2 separate regions of the Mus musculus genome follow, and region 1 is linked to region 2. The links are chromatin contacts, called in public Hi-C maps. All regions are on one chromosome and are shown on one strand. The core of a region is the stretch at or near the end of the contact, and the rest is flanking DNA. Distances in the headings are between cores, read along the strand shown.

Region 1 (7,118 bases), core at 4,141-6,640, 930 kb before region 2:
CCCGAATTAACCTGTTTGTGACTCATTGGCACCAAAAGCAGCTGGTGGTGACAGTATCACTGTCATAGATGTGATAATTGAATTATTATTTGTGAAGCCCTACATATATATTTGTCATCGTTTAACTTTTCCAAGCAGAGGCTCTTCATTCACAAGTTGACTTTGTCCCACAAGAACAAAACTGAGAAATCATCAGCTCTGACTTAACTTCTTTCATTTGGAACAGATACTGCGTAACCAGGAATTGACAAGCCACAGAAACCAGCCCTTGTCTGAGATGGCATGCAGGACAGAGTAGAAATGGGTTCCATAATGGAAGAAGAGGGAAGTTCAAGATAAGTTATATTTTTCTCACAATAGCTTTGGGCACCCTTCACATTTCAGTTAGGTGGTGACAACATAATTAGACAGTAAAATATCCTGTCTCTAGCTATCCTTTGTGTGCCTGCAAGTCATCTGTGAGGAGTCTCAGCTTGCAAAGGCTGCCTCTGGCTATGTGTTTAGTGTGATTTTTTCTGTAAAATATGCATGAATAAACAAGGCTTCCGACAGAAATAATTAATATTTATCACTTAGTGAAAGCTGCAGCAAATATAAATTTTCGAGATGACACAAGACAGAAGACCTAAGACAAGGCGCTGTGTGCTCAGAGCATCGGGGCTGCCGCTGATTTACAGACCTGTTTCTTTTTAAGATGTGAGAGAAAGAAGTACAAGAATCACAGTGAAGACTTTTGCCACACAGTCCCCAATCCCCTCTGTAGTTCATGGATTGTGAGTATTTGCCAAGGATTCCCCTCTGGAGGGCAGTGCAGTACTACAATTGTTGGAGCAGCCGCTATCTCAAACCTCCCAGAAATTCACTTTAAAAGATTCTTGGCTTTGTAAGATGTAAGTCGCCCCTGCCTTAAATATTCAAATGGGAACATGGTGGTCAAAGTCAAGGCTCTCACTGCATGCGTTGATGTGCTGGGTTGGAGAGGTGGACTTCAGAACACTGCTCAGGGAATGTATTAGTGTAGCTGAATGGCGAAGCTGGAAGACAGGTCTTAGCCTGCTTCGTCTAGTCGCTTTGAAATTTCAACCTCACAATCTGGGATCTGGATCTGTGTTTCAGTATTGGCTTTTCTCAAAAAGACCCATCTGCATGATTTAGGGTCTTGTAATATCTGGTCACCCCTGTAGCCAGCAAAATATTTTCCTGTATCTTAACAGATCAGGAAAATGCTTTGAGAAATATTCCAGCTCTGTGAGCAAATATCCTGATAGTTACCGGATTTCTCATAAAATTTAAAGTTTCTTTCATAACTCTACTGACCTTCACGTGCTATTGAATTACAAACCCAAGCCCCCTTATGTAATCAAACTGAAGGAATCCTGTTTAATTAGCAATATATGACCCTCTGGAAGTATAAACACATAAAAGTTATTTTCCTTGATGTCATCCTACAAAATGCCTTTATACAATTGTAAGCCCTGAAACATTGATGTCTTAGGAGTTAAGCAACAGTAGGCTTCCCCCTGTTCCAGACCCCCCAAGGCAGAGAGATTTCAGCCAACCATATAAAGGGTAACTTCAAATCTCTCAGCTCTCAGAGTGTCACAACAGTTGAGGTTATGAAAGACCTTCTTTTATTGGTAAGCAAAACAAAAGCTGTGCTTTTCAGCTGTAAATCATGACGTAGTCTTATTATACCTAAAAGAATTAAAGAATGTTAAGTCAATGACCCTTTTTCCTCATCTGTGCCCCTGAGGATAGTTATTAACGTCCATTCTTGCTTCAGAGTGATCCTGAACCTGTTCTCACAGCCTTCTTATTCTCTAAGAGCAAATGGACTCTTTATGAGGTAGTTGACGGAGATTGAAGACATTATGTGATGCATCTTGGGTATCAACTGCATATAATGGAGACAACACAACAGAAGTACTGGCCAGTTTTCCTACATGATCAACACACATGGGTTAGAGAGTTCTGAAACCCTTCTCTTCTTCAGGAAAACCTTGTACTTTTGTGCTTGATAGGAAAGGGGCAGGCACTGTGAACTCAGGCATTTGCTTTCCACCATCCTGCATGGTACTTAGGGCAGACTTCTGGAGTCAAGCACAATACAGGCCTCCTCCTCCTCCTCCTCCTCCTCCTCCTCCTCCTCCTCCTCCTCCTCCTCCTCCTCCTCCTCCTCCTCCTCCCCCCCTCCTCCTCCTCCTACCCCTCCTCCTCCTTCCTTTTTCTTCCTTCCTCTTTCTTTCTTTCTTTCTTTTTCTTTTTTTGTGTTATCTTCCAATTCCAGATAGCAGATCACTTTGCATTCTTGTCTTCTGATGTTAGTATATGTGCAAGCTAAATCAAGAATGGCTTCAAATTAAATTTCACATTTGCACTTGGCAAAGCCTGGGTTGTATATTTTCAGATGATAAAAAAAAACCATAAAGAAAAAAATACTTTAAATTTTTGCTATAAAACAGAGTTTAGAAGAATCATTTAAATAGAAACTCCATTTCAAATCAGCACTAATCAATGGACTGTGTATACTCATTTACTTCCAGGTGAAAAGAATCATGCTAAATACAGGCTCTGGTTACTTTCCTTCTAATTTACTGTGTTTGCCACTCCGTTGTGACCTTACTATGCCCTTGTAGTTTATGGACTAAAGGCAACCATTTTGTAATAATGAAAATATGCAGACAAGCTTTACCACCTAGGAAAAAAGTTTGGTTTTAATATTTGGTTTAAATTAATACAAGTTGATGTTTATAAAACTGCTCCATGATGTTTGGAAGAGAAGAGATGTGTTAGCTGCCATTACTGTACAGACCTGGGCCTTTCCATGTTGTTTGTTGGAGGTGAATCAGTGGACCAAGTTATGTTAATTAATTACATTGGTTTTGATTCACAAAGATACACTGTTCCCAAACTGATAATGCTTTAAAGTTTTTTAAAAAGGCAAGAAAGTCAAACCATTAAATCCTTGCTATTTTTTCTTTTTTTGTTTAGTTTGATTTGCTTTATTCTGTTAATCCAGACTCTAATTGGCTGCACCTCCGCCTTGCTGTGATTTCAGAATCTAGTTTTCATCTGTTACCTATAGTCAGACCTCTTGAGAGGCTGCTGCCTACCCGGCAGTGTTCTTAAGGCACCAGAGACAGCCACAGAGCTCAGCACATCCCGGAACCTGATGCAGCTTTCGTATTTTTTCTTTGAGAGAGACTGGAAATTGTTTTGCCTTGGCCCTTATGTTTGGAAACAAACTGGACCTCACATGGCCCCAGGGATTTGAGGAGCACATGATAAAAAAAATTGTAAATTGATAAAAAAAAAAATCTCTGCTCCAGTCTGTGTTCTCAGACAGACATGCTGGTTCTAGACCTTGGAAAAATAACTCTTACATCTTATGGATCACAGACCGCCACAGTGGGCTGTGACCTGAGGGTGGCCCCACCACTCTCACACATGGTACATCTCCTTTAGGAAGAAGTCAGCTCTGGTGCAGTGACACTTCCCAGACTAACCACATGTTTCAGAGCCACTGTCCAACCCCAGCAGAGAATTTGTAAGCTTTGCAGTTAATGCCACAAGAATCTCGGTTCCTGGTAGATCTCTGTTTTCAGTAGGGTGCCTATGTCTAGGTAATATCTCTCAGACTCAAATGATTGTGACCAGTTTAAAGTAGAGATTGGTTCATTAGTAGAGAAAGGGATAGTTTAACATTCAAAAATGTTCAGGTAAAAATGCATGGGTCTGTACCAGGTCTCTTGGATATATGTTATGGCTGTTAGCTGGGTGGTGGTGTAGAAGTCCTGACAGTGGGAGCAGGACTATCTATCTCCCCTTTGCCTGCTCTTGGGTCTCTTTTCCTCCTACTGGATTGTCTCAGTACGAGGGCTTCTGCCTTGTCTTACTGTATCTTGTTTTGTCCTGTCTGGCTGTCATCTCTTAGAGGCTTTCTCTTTTCTGAGGAGGAAACAGAGGGGGAGTGAATCTGGGGAGAGGGGAGATGGTGAGGAGGTTGCAGAAGTGGAGGGAGGGGGAACTTAGGTTGGGATCTTTTATACAAGAGAAGAATCTAGTTTTAATTTTTAAAAGGGATTTTTCCCCCATCATTCCTGATGAAGGTAAATACTAAAATCATGACTCCTTTTAAAGTTTTTGTTGCCTGGCATCTTCTTTTTGTATAAATTACTTTGGTCATGCTCATCCCACACTCTTCTATCCTCCCTCTTACTTTGAAACCCCTTTCCACAACAAGATCCCACCAACACTTCAATTCATTATTTTGGTGTGTGGCTCACTGTGTTTAGTTAGAGTTTCTTACCAAGGGTCGGAGGTTATTTACTGGAGCAAGGGCTGCTTCACCACTGCAGAAAAGAACACCTTCTCCTTGAATAAGGAGATAGCACAGTAGTCTTCTGGGTTCCTACTCCATCAGTGGGTGAAATGTGGGCAAGCCCAGTCTTGTGCATGTCTTCTGCAGATGGCCTGGATTACAGTGAATACATGAATGGCCATATCATGTGCAGGGGATATCCTTTCCTATGGCGTATCTCTCCATCTTTTCACTCTTTTATCCTTTCTATCCCCTTTGGCAATGTTCTCTGTAGTTTGGAGGGGTGGTCTAGAGGTCCAGTTTAGAGCATCTACCATGAATTCTTCCCACTTGTTAACCAGTGAAGCTTTAGTTTGCTGTGGAATGTTGCAGACTTTTCTGAAAGACACTAGCGACAGCTATACCATCAGCCCTGGATCTTCCCAGGGTTAAAATGTGTCAGACCCTAGGAACTGGGTTTGCAAAAACAGCCCCAGAAACTTGGTTCAGTGAGGTAGCTGAATCTCATTTAGTTATATTGATCACTTTGAAAAAGAAAGACACTTTGAAGAAAAACACATCTTCATGGTGATGTTTTGATTTCTTTGTTTCCAAGCTGCTGTATTTAAACATGAAATATAACTCATATCTATAGAGGTACAAAATAGATTTGTGGTTTTCAGAACCTGGGGTTGGAATAGGGATTAGGCAGGAGAGAATTTACTGAAATATTTGAAATGTTTTAAATGTGGATTGTGGTAACAGTTATACAATCTGGTTTAAATATAATATTTAATTAAGTTAACTTAATTAAAACATTTTAACTGGCTAAATTTATAAGCATATATCAATAAACTTTTAAAGTGCACATAAAATAACTAGGAAAGATCTGTAACTCTGTTTCCAGACAGTTATTGCTGGCATCAAGTGCAGAAATCCCTCCTAAAGGTATTTACTTACATTTCAGTATAGCACTAAATGTGTAAGGTAAGTCAAAAAGCATTGAGGACCAGCCTTACCTCGCCTTGCTTCCATTCCCACATTGTGCCATTCTTCCATGGAGCCTCTAGAGAGCAGCATGTCTATTTTACCAGGAAGGAGCATTATTGCATCTGAACCCGATGCCCTAACTTGCAGACATCTGAGCACCCCATTTCCTCATGAGCACCTCCCCCTGTTAATTGAATTTCACCCAGAGGCCCTGTTCTGTTTGGAGAGGAGCTTCACTGAGAGGCACCCAGGGCGTGGTCCTCACCTTCCTCTCCTAGCTGCTCTCATTTGCTCTCATCTTCAAGCTCTGTAAATACTGTTTGGCCTCTCTGCATGCACAAGTGGGAGTATTTTTGCTGGGATATCCACAACTTTATTTTCCTTTTTGGTACTTATGTCAAGACAGTGGCCAGTTAAAGCATTGACTATGTCTGTACATAGGAGAGATGTGAATGTGGAGAAACTGAAATAAGCATCCCTGAAATCATAAAAGTTTATAAAATTACTTTGTGAGGACTATACTTTGCCCAGAACAGGAAAGGGGCCAGAGTTCTTTACAACGTGTGAATCTTCAGACATGAAGGCCTAGAAGAACTGTGAGAATATTCTTTTTCTTTCTTTCTTTCTTTTTTCTTTCTTTCTTTCTTTCTTTCTTTCTTTCTTTCTTTCTTTCTTTCTTTCTTTCTTTCTTTCTTTCTTTCTTTCTTTCTTTCTTTTTTTCTTCCCTTCCCTTCCCTTCCCTTCCCTTCCCTTCCCTTCCCTTCCCTTCCCTTCCCTTCCCTTCCCTTCCCTTCCCTTCCCTTCCCTTCCCTTCCCTTCCCTTCCCTTCCCTTCCCTTCCTTTTTCTTCCATTTTTCTTTCTTCCTTTCTTTCTTTTTCTTTCTTTCTTTTTAATATGAAAACACTTACTTGGCTTACCTTTCAGCCTATAGTCGACCATTAGGAGAATTCCTCATAAGGAACCAATTCTGCTAATACATAATATTGGACTTTAGAGTCACGTTTACTTATGTATGATACATTTTTTAAAAATTAAAAAAATATTTTAACAAATCAGGTTGCCATTACCCTAGAGAAGAGCTGAGTCCAGTTTTTTAAAATGTATAAAACAACACAAATCTTACATGCCTTGTAGTTTCAGTCTTGGGAACTACCAAGACTGAAACACCAGGGCACTAAGTGTCTGGTTTGGGCTTTATGGACCATAAGCTATGCCTCTGCTCTCACAGCTATTAATGGAAGGAGATATCTGCTTCATCAGGCTCTCTGAGAAGGATGCTAATTACACTTGTGAGAGCATTTACAGCCACAGCATCTCTCAAAGTTCACCCTCTCCTAAAGCCATCACTTTGAGGTTAGATCTCAACATATACATTTTTGACTTCTGTACATATATTATTATCCAATTACCAAAAAAGAGAAATCATCAGACAGAGGGGAAAATCACATATTTATCACTATGAAAGATTTGCAACATAAAACGTTTATATAGCAAGCTTTCTTAGTTATGCATCATTTTTCTTTTGGTTTGTCATACGAAAGTACTATAGACCAAATGCCTTAAATAATCTCAAACTAATCTCTTACAATTTGAAAATCTGGGTAGTATTAGATTTGAGAGAGATAGAAAAGCTTACATAGGTTCTAGAGAAATTGGCTGAGCTAAATTATTCTTCAAGGTAACATATTTATTTATTACCAACACCAGGAATACAAAGTAGATTTTTAAAGAATGAGAAAGCGAGGCTTCAGTTCCAGCAGGCAAAGTGGGCTACCCATTCTTACAGTTTCTGTGGGAAGGTTCAGATCACACCACACCAGGCATCAT
Region 2 (6,670 bases), core at 4,140-6,639:
AGTACTCAGATGCCCCTCAACAGAGGAATGGATACAAAAATGTGGTTCATTTACACAATGGAGTACTACTCAGCTATTAAAAACAATGAATTTATGAAATTCCTAGGCAAATGGTTGGACCTGGAGGGCATTATCCTGAGTGAGGTAACCCAATCACAATAGAACTCAAATGATATGTACTCACTGATAAGTGGATATTAGCCCAGAAACTTAGAATACCCAAGATATAAGTTACAATTTGCAAACCACATGAAACTGAAGAAAATCGAAGACCAAAGTGTGGACACTTTGCCCCTTCTTAGAATTGGGAACAAAACACCCATGGAAGAAGTTACAGAGACAAATTTTGGAGCTGAGACAAAAGGATGGACCATCTAGAGATTTCCATGTCCGGGGATCCATCCCATAATCAGCCTCCAAACGCTGACACCACTGCATACACTAGCAACATATTGCTGAAAGGACCCTGATATAGCTCTCTCTTGTGAGAGTATGCAGGAGCCTAGCAAACACATAAGTGGATGCTCACAGTCAGCTATTGGATGGATCACAGGGCCCCCAGTGGAGGAGCTAGAGAAAGTACCCAAGGAGCTGAAGGGATCTGCAACCCTATGGGTGGAACAGCGTTATGAACTAACCAGTACCCTGGAGCTTTTGACTCTAGCTGCATATGTATCAAAAGATGGCCTAGTCGGCCATCACTGGAGAGAGAGGCCCATTGGACTTGCAAACTTTATATGCCCAAGTACAGGGGAACGCCAGTGCCAAAAAGTGCGAGTGGGTGGGCAGGGGAGTGGGGGGGGGGTTTGGGGGACTTTTGGGATATCATTGGAAATGTACAAGAGGAAAATACCTAAAAAAAAAAAAAGATGCATCCTAATGAATGCAGGTCGTTTACTCCATGCATTCCTAGTGAAGAGTGATCATTTTATGTATTCACACCCACAAAATAAATCAGGAAGGGGGTTTGACAATGGTAGAGGGAGATTAGAGAGGGTATAGATGAGATTAATCAGAATATACTCTATGCATCTATGAAATCATCAAAGCACAATGAACAAAAATACCATAAAATACTTTAAAACTAAATTGGAAAAGTTCTACAGTTTTGGGAAAATTATCAAGATAGTAAAGTTTACAGATATCCGGCTAAGTAAGAACCCTCTTGTTTGCTTGTTATTCTCATGAAACGCACCATTTATTTTGGAAAGAATGCCAAATATGTTTGAAATGGAAGTGTTTTGTGTTGTTTTCTATCTGAAGACATTGCTTATATTCATCAATAATAGATTAAAAGCCTCTGAGAAGCACAGATATTAGAAGATTTGCTTATTTATGTATTTTATTATTAGATCATATAGCTAATTTAAAATTTCCAAGCCAAAATATTTATAACTTCAGCAAAAACTAATCCCACAAAGAAATAAGTAACTTCAATAATTCTTATTAAAAATCTAGATTATTTTTTCAAGCATTGAAAAAGACCAACTCCAGAAGCTAAAGAAACTGTGGTTTCAAACAGTAGTTTCTGTGTTTGTCATGGCAGTCCTTTTCCAAGTCTTCCATGGTCACATCAGCAAACAAAAATGGAACGGTCTGATTGAAGTAGGACTCTAGAAGAACAAAGGCCACACATATCATGGCTCAGTCAGAAAGTGTACATACCTACTTCACATAGCCAGGGACTCTCTGGAGTTCCAGGAATATGGGACATATCTAGAATTTTGAATTCATTGAGAATAGTCACTCAAGAAACAGCAAATCTCCTATCCTCAGACTGCAATTTCACAAAGCATTTGTACTGTATTGGAGCATATATTGACATATATGTTACATATTACATATATATGTGTATATTATATATATATATGATATATTATATATACATATATAATGCTGGCGTGAGGTAATCTTTAATGATTAATTCTAAATTGTCAAGTGAATATAAGTACTAATTAAGATTAGTATCTTATGGGGTAGGGAGGGGAATAACAGGATGTAGGTATTATGAAGGAGAATCAGAAAGACCATATAGCATCTCTCAATGAAACTATGGATTAGAGCATGAAATAGAACTAAGAATAGGTTAAATGGCATCACATGACCTATAAAGCTGTGCACAGCAAAGAAAAGGAGTGAACAGGCTGACGAGTGAACTTGCAGAATGGCAGGGAATCTGTGCTAGCCATTCATCTGGAGAAGGTTGACATTCTAAATGAATAAGAACCCAAAATGCACAGCACACAAGAATGCGCAAGCTAATCTATAAATGGAAAATAATTTGATGAGTTCTTAAGTTTTTTATATGAGTCAATGCTCTGCAGGTAAGTAATGCTCTTTGAACACTCTGCGTCACACTCTTTGCCTTCTACTTCACCCCTCCCACACATACCCACTTTGTTCCCCTAGACAGTTTCATTTTTATATTGATGATTTCATGTGTCTGCATAACATCAAGGAACTGCAAATGAGAGAAAATGTGTGATGCTTGCCTTCCTGAGACAAACTTGATCTGTGTAAGATGATGCTATGTCCCTGCCAACATACTTTGTTTTATAGCTGAAAAGCATTCTAGTGTGCATATATGCCACATTATCCACAACACATAATACATACATATAGAATATAATACATATAGCATGAACTCCACTCCTGTCCTGATAGACACGTAGCTTGGTCCTATTACTTAGCTTCTGTGAATGGTACTGGGATCAATATAGTGTGGAGGTGACCTGAATAAACATTTCAAAAGAAGAAATACGAAAGGCCAGTGAACAAAGAAAAATGTTTATTTTCATCTGCCATCAGGGAAATGCAAATATATGACAAGATGCCATCTCATTCTAGTTAGATTGGTTTTATATATAAAAAAAAGATAGAAAAATACTTAAAAAGCAAAATACATCCCCACATAATAACTGTTAGAGAGGATATAGGTGCATATTAGTGAAAACACTATGTAAATTTTCAAAAGAAAAAAGAAGAGGAAGAAAAAAAAAAAACCTGCCAAGATCCAGCCAGTCTACTCTGAGGATATCTGATGAAATAATATAATTTACAGAAAAATGGATGAATGTGGAAGGCATCCTGTTAAGTGACATCATCTAGATATAGAAAGGAAAACATTTCACGTTTTCTCTTATTTGTGAAAACTGAAAGGGAAAGGGCCTGAAATTGGAGGACTTACTTTAAACTTGAAGAGAAAAGAATTTGGGGAGAAAGAGATGGGAGGATGAAGATGCAGGATGTAGTCAGTCACAGAATCTATTTCTTTGCACAGTTATTATGATTGAATAATCAGAATTTAGAAAAAAAAACACATGTAGTGTGGAATAGCTTATAAATCATGACATTCAAACATTACGATGTAGTATGCAGCAACACTAAGGTATCCAGATGTCAGCACATATCCAGGTGTAAGGAAAGGGCATCTACTACTCACTGAACAATCTGTTCACTGCCTTACATCACAAGGGAGAAAAGTAGCCAGCGTTATTGATCCTATTATGTTGAAATTCCAACATACTTTGCTCTATTTGTTTGGCCAAAATTACAGTGATAAAGTGCAGAGAAACTCGAAATAATTTTAATAGTTTTAATTTGGTGTTTAACAAATATGATGAGTATAAATACAATGAAAATTAAAAGCATTACATTTGACATTGGGTGAATTAATGTATTTTAATGCTTTCCAACATTTTCTATTTTGGTGATTAATTCGTGTTTTAAAAGTATGCTTTCAGTAAAATCGTAGTATACTTTAGAGTGTCTTTGTACATATTAGCTACTTTTCTACTTTAAATATGAATCCAGCAAAGCAGAGAGCAGTTGGGAAGCATCAATAAACACAAAGATTCAGTAAAGCAACTGAGTGTTCTAAATATTGGTCTGCGTATTTTTTCTGCTAAAAACAACAACAACAACAACAACAACAACAACAAGCCATTGGGCTGGAGGCTAGCCCAGCAGGTAAGTATGCTTGCATCAGTGCTCAAAGCCACGCAGATATAAACAGCTCAGAGAATGTATAAACAGAAGAGACAACTTAAAAAGGACATGCTCAGTGTTAATAGTCTTTAGTTTTAATTGAAAGATGGAGTTTTTCCTTTTTAATCTTTTTTTTAATTAGGTATTTTCCTCATTTACATTTCCAATGCTGTCCCAAAAGTCCCCCATGCCCCCCGCCCCCATTCGTTAAAGGCTTGAAACCATGTCTGTGATGCTATAGGGAGGTGAGGCAACAGTTTGAAAGTGGCGGCTAAGTAGTACCCCATTGTGTAAATGTACCACATTTTCTGTATCCATTCTTTTGTTGAGGGACATCTGGGTTCTTTCCAGCTTCTGGTTATTATAAATAAGGCTGCTATGAACATAGTGAAACATGTGTCCTGGCAAATACAGAAGTGGATGCTTACAGTCATCTATTGGATGGAACACAGGGCCCCCAATGGAGGAGCTAGAGAAAGTACCCGAGGAGCTGAAGGTGTCTGCAACTGTATAGGAGAAACAACAATAGGAACTAACCATTACCCCCAGAGCTCGCTGTGTCTCTAGCTGCATATGTATCATAAGATGGCCTAGTCAGCCATCATTGGGAAGATAGGCCCCTTGGTCTTGCAAACTTTATATGCCCCAGAACGGGGGAACGCCAGGGCCAAGAAGTGGGAGTGAGTGGGTAGGGGAGCAGGGCAGGGGGAGGGTACAGGGAACTTTTGGGATAGCATTTGAAATGTAAATAAAGAAAATATCTAATTAAAAAAAAAAAAAACCTCTTTGTTAATCTAAAGAACCCAGATGTCCCTCAAAACAAAACAAAAGAAAGAAAGTGTGCACTAGTGTAAAGGAAGCCTATCCCATGATGCCTCCTCAAGCTGTAATCCTCTGCGGGACACCTGTCTCTTGCCCTTCCTAAATCTCGCTCTGCTTTCCGGCTTCCAGAGAGTCAGGAAGCTTACCTCATAGCGCCTTCCACGATGCATGTTCTTCTCCCTCAGAGCAAGTTCAAAAGCAGTGTGGCCAAGTGACCACAGCCTGAAATCTTTCAAAACATGAGCCCAAGTGATTTCTTTTTCCTGCTTCTAAGTTTGATTATCTCAGCAATTTTGTCGCAGTGGTTTAGAAAAAATAATAATGAAATAATAGAATGGTATTACCAGACTGTTTGGAGTTCTTAGAGACCGGCTAAAACTTGACTTCTTCACTTAAAAAGGCTGCAGCAAGAGGCATGAAGCTGTATACTCTGCAAGTTTATTTGCTACTTTGTGTAATCTAAATGAGCAGATCCTGCGTTCTGAACGGGAGCCAGGAGTCAGGGCTCCAGGGCTCCTCTTAGGTTGGCTGTGCTGAGCTAAACACTTCACAAGAGATGACTCACATGGCGGCAGCTCTTTCGCTACAAGCCATCCCTCGATGCTCACTTCATCCTTATTTTAATGGGATGGGAGTTTTTCACAGTTATCGTGGGATGTATTATAAAAAGACCATGATGTTCTGGGATATTTTATTAACTCCCTGTCTGTGAGTCTTTCCTGCTTGTCTCTGCTGTTCTGCTTCTCACTCTTACAAGGGCTGGGCTTTCTGTGCTGTGGTTTTGTTATGCCCCTTCTTGAGCACAGGTTCTGGTAAGATGGCAAGGTCAATAATTTTCCTCTTTCCAGTCCAGGGCATAGCCTAGTGATGAGCAGGCTGGAAAGGCTCAGTAAACCTTCCGATTATTCCAGAATGTTATCTCCGGGGGGGGGGGGGATGTAACTTTTGATTAATATCGATATGTATCTAATAGGTTTGAATGCTACCAAAAGTATATACCTCTAAATTCTCAGAGCAAGCCACACATAGGTGAGCAGCTAGCTCTCTGGGTGCGCGCCTTCTGTTTGCAGTGCGGATTGTCCTTTTGCTTTCCCTCCGGGTTTTTTGTTTTTTTTTTTTTTTTTTTTTTTAACTCTAAAGTCGTTTCTAAGTATTTTAAACATTGAGTCACTGCTGGCTTTCTCAGTGTTTACAAAAGCTATTTTCTACTTAAATTTAATCTGTTTCACTTGTCTTTTTTTTTTTTTTAACATAGCTTTCTCCTAGTTTTTAATGGTCTATATATGGCTTAGTGATTGCATGATGTTTAAGGTGTTTGGATGCCAATTGGAGACTTCATAAAAGGAGGTCACATGAAGTTCAGAAATGTTTAGAAAAGAGAACGAAACCTTGCAAGTTTCTCCTTGGGGTTAGCAATTTAGGTCCGTGGGCTGATTGCAGTCAAGATGCTCCGACTGCGATGAGATTGAGATTGTGAGTCACAAAAGACAGAGCGAAAAAAAGGGACAAAGGAAGCAATGTTGCTTGGGGCACAGGGTTCAGATCCACGGGGTCCACGATGTTTACAGAAGCGTATATTTAAGGATGTCAAGGCATTAAGCTCATTCACTTACTGCATTTGAAATGGAATATTTTAAAGCTCTGCAGCTTCGCCTAAAGAGATTGTTCCTAATTGTGGACAATTTGCTACAAAATACAAGTCAGGGAGGTGGAGTTTTTGAGTCTTTATTTCCTTTTTGTTTGGTCTAGAGGGGAAGCAGAATTTAAGATTGTCATTTACACGTGTAGCTAGCTGTGCTACTTCAAATATAGCCGGCTAGAGTAGCCACTGAGAGACAGACAGAGACCTGGCAGAGGTGAC

What was found. Hi-C and Micro-C count contacts between places; a contact is called where the count stands out from the background.
Region 1: a contact with region 2 is called in a Hi-C map of the N1E-115 cell line, with 6 times the contacts expected there. The contact joins two enhancer-like sites. A contact is called at or near these places in 3 of 484 Hi-C or Micro-C datasets (the N1E-115 cell line and uterus).

Annotation. Positions count from the first base shown.
Region 1 is chr12:34,652,098-34,659,215 of GRCm38.p6, reverse strand. The region is part of intron 3 of Hdac9 (histone deacetylase 9); the gene reads left to right. Among named protein-coding and RNA genes, the nearest start is that of Gm46347, 130 kb to the left of the region's middle. Within about 2 kb of position 5,390, at least 6 of the 459 cell types and tissues checked have an H3K27ac peak or open chromatin away from gene starts, as enhancers often do. A contact at or near this core is called in the N1E-115 cell line, where this site is marked.
Region 2 is chr12:33,717,935-33,724,604 of GRCm38.p6, reverse strand. No RefSeq gene overlaps it. Among named protein-coding and RNA genes, the nearest start is that of Ferd3l, 210 kb to the left of the region's middle. Within about 2 kb of position 5,389, at least 19 of the 459 cell types and tissues checked have an H3K27ac peak or open chromatin away from gene starts, as enhancers often do. A contact at or near this core is called in the N1E-115 cell line, where this site is marked.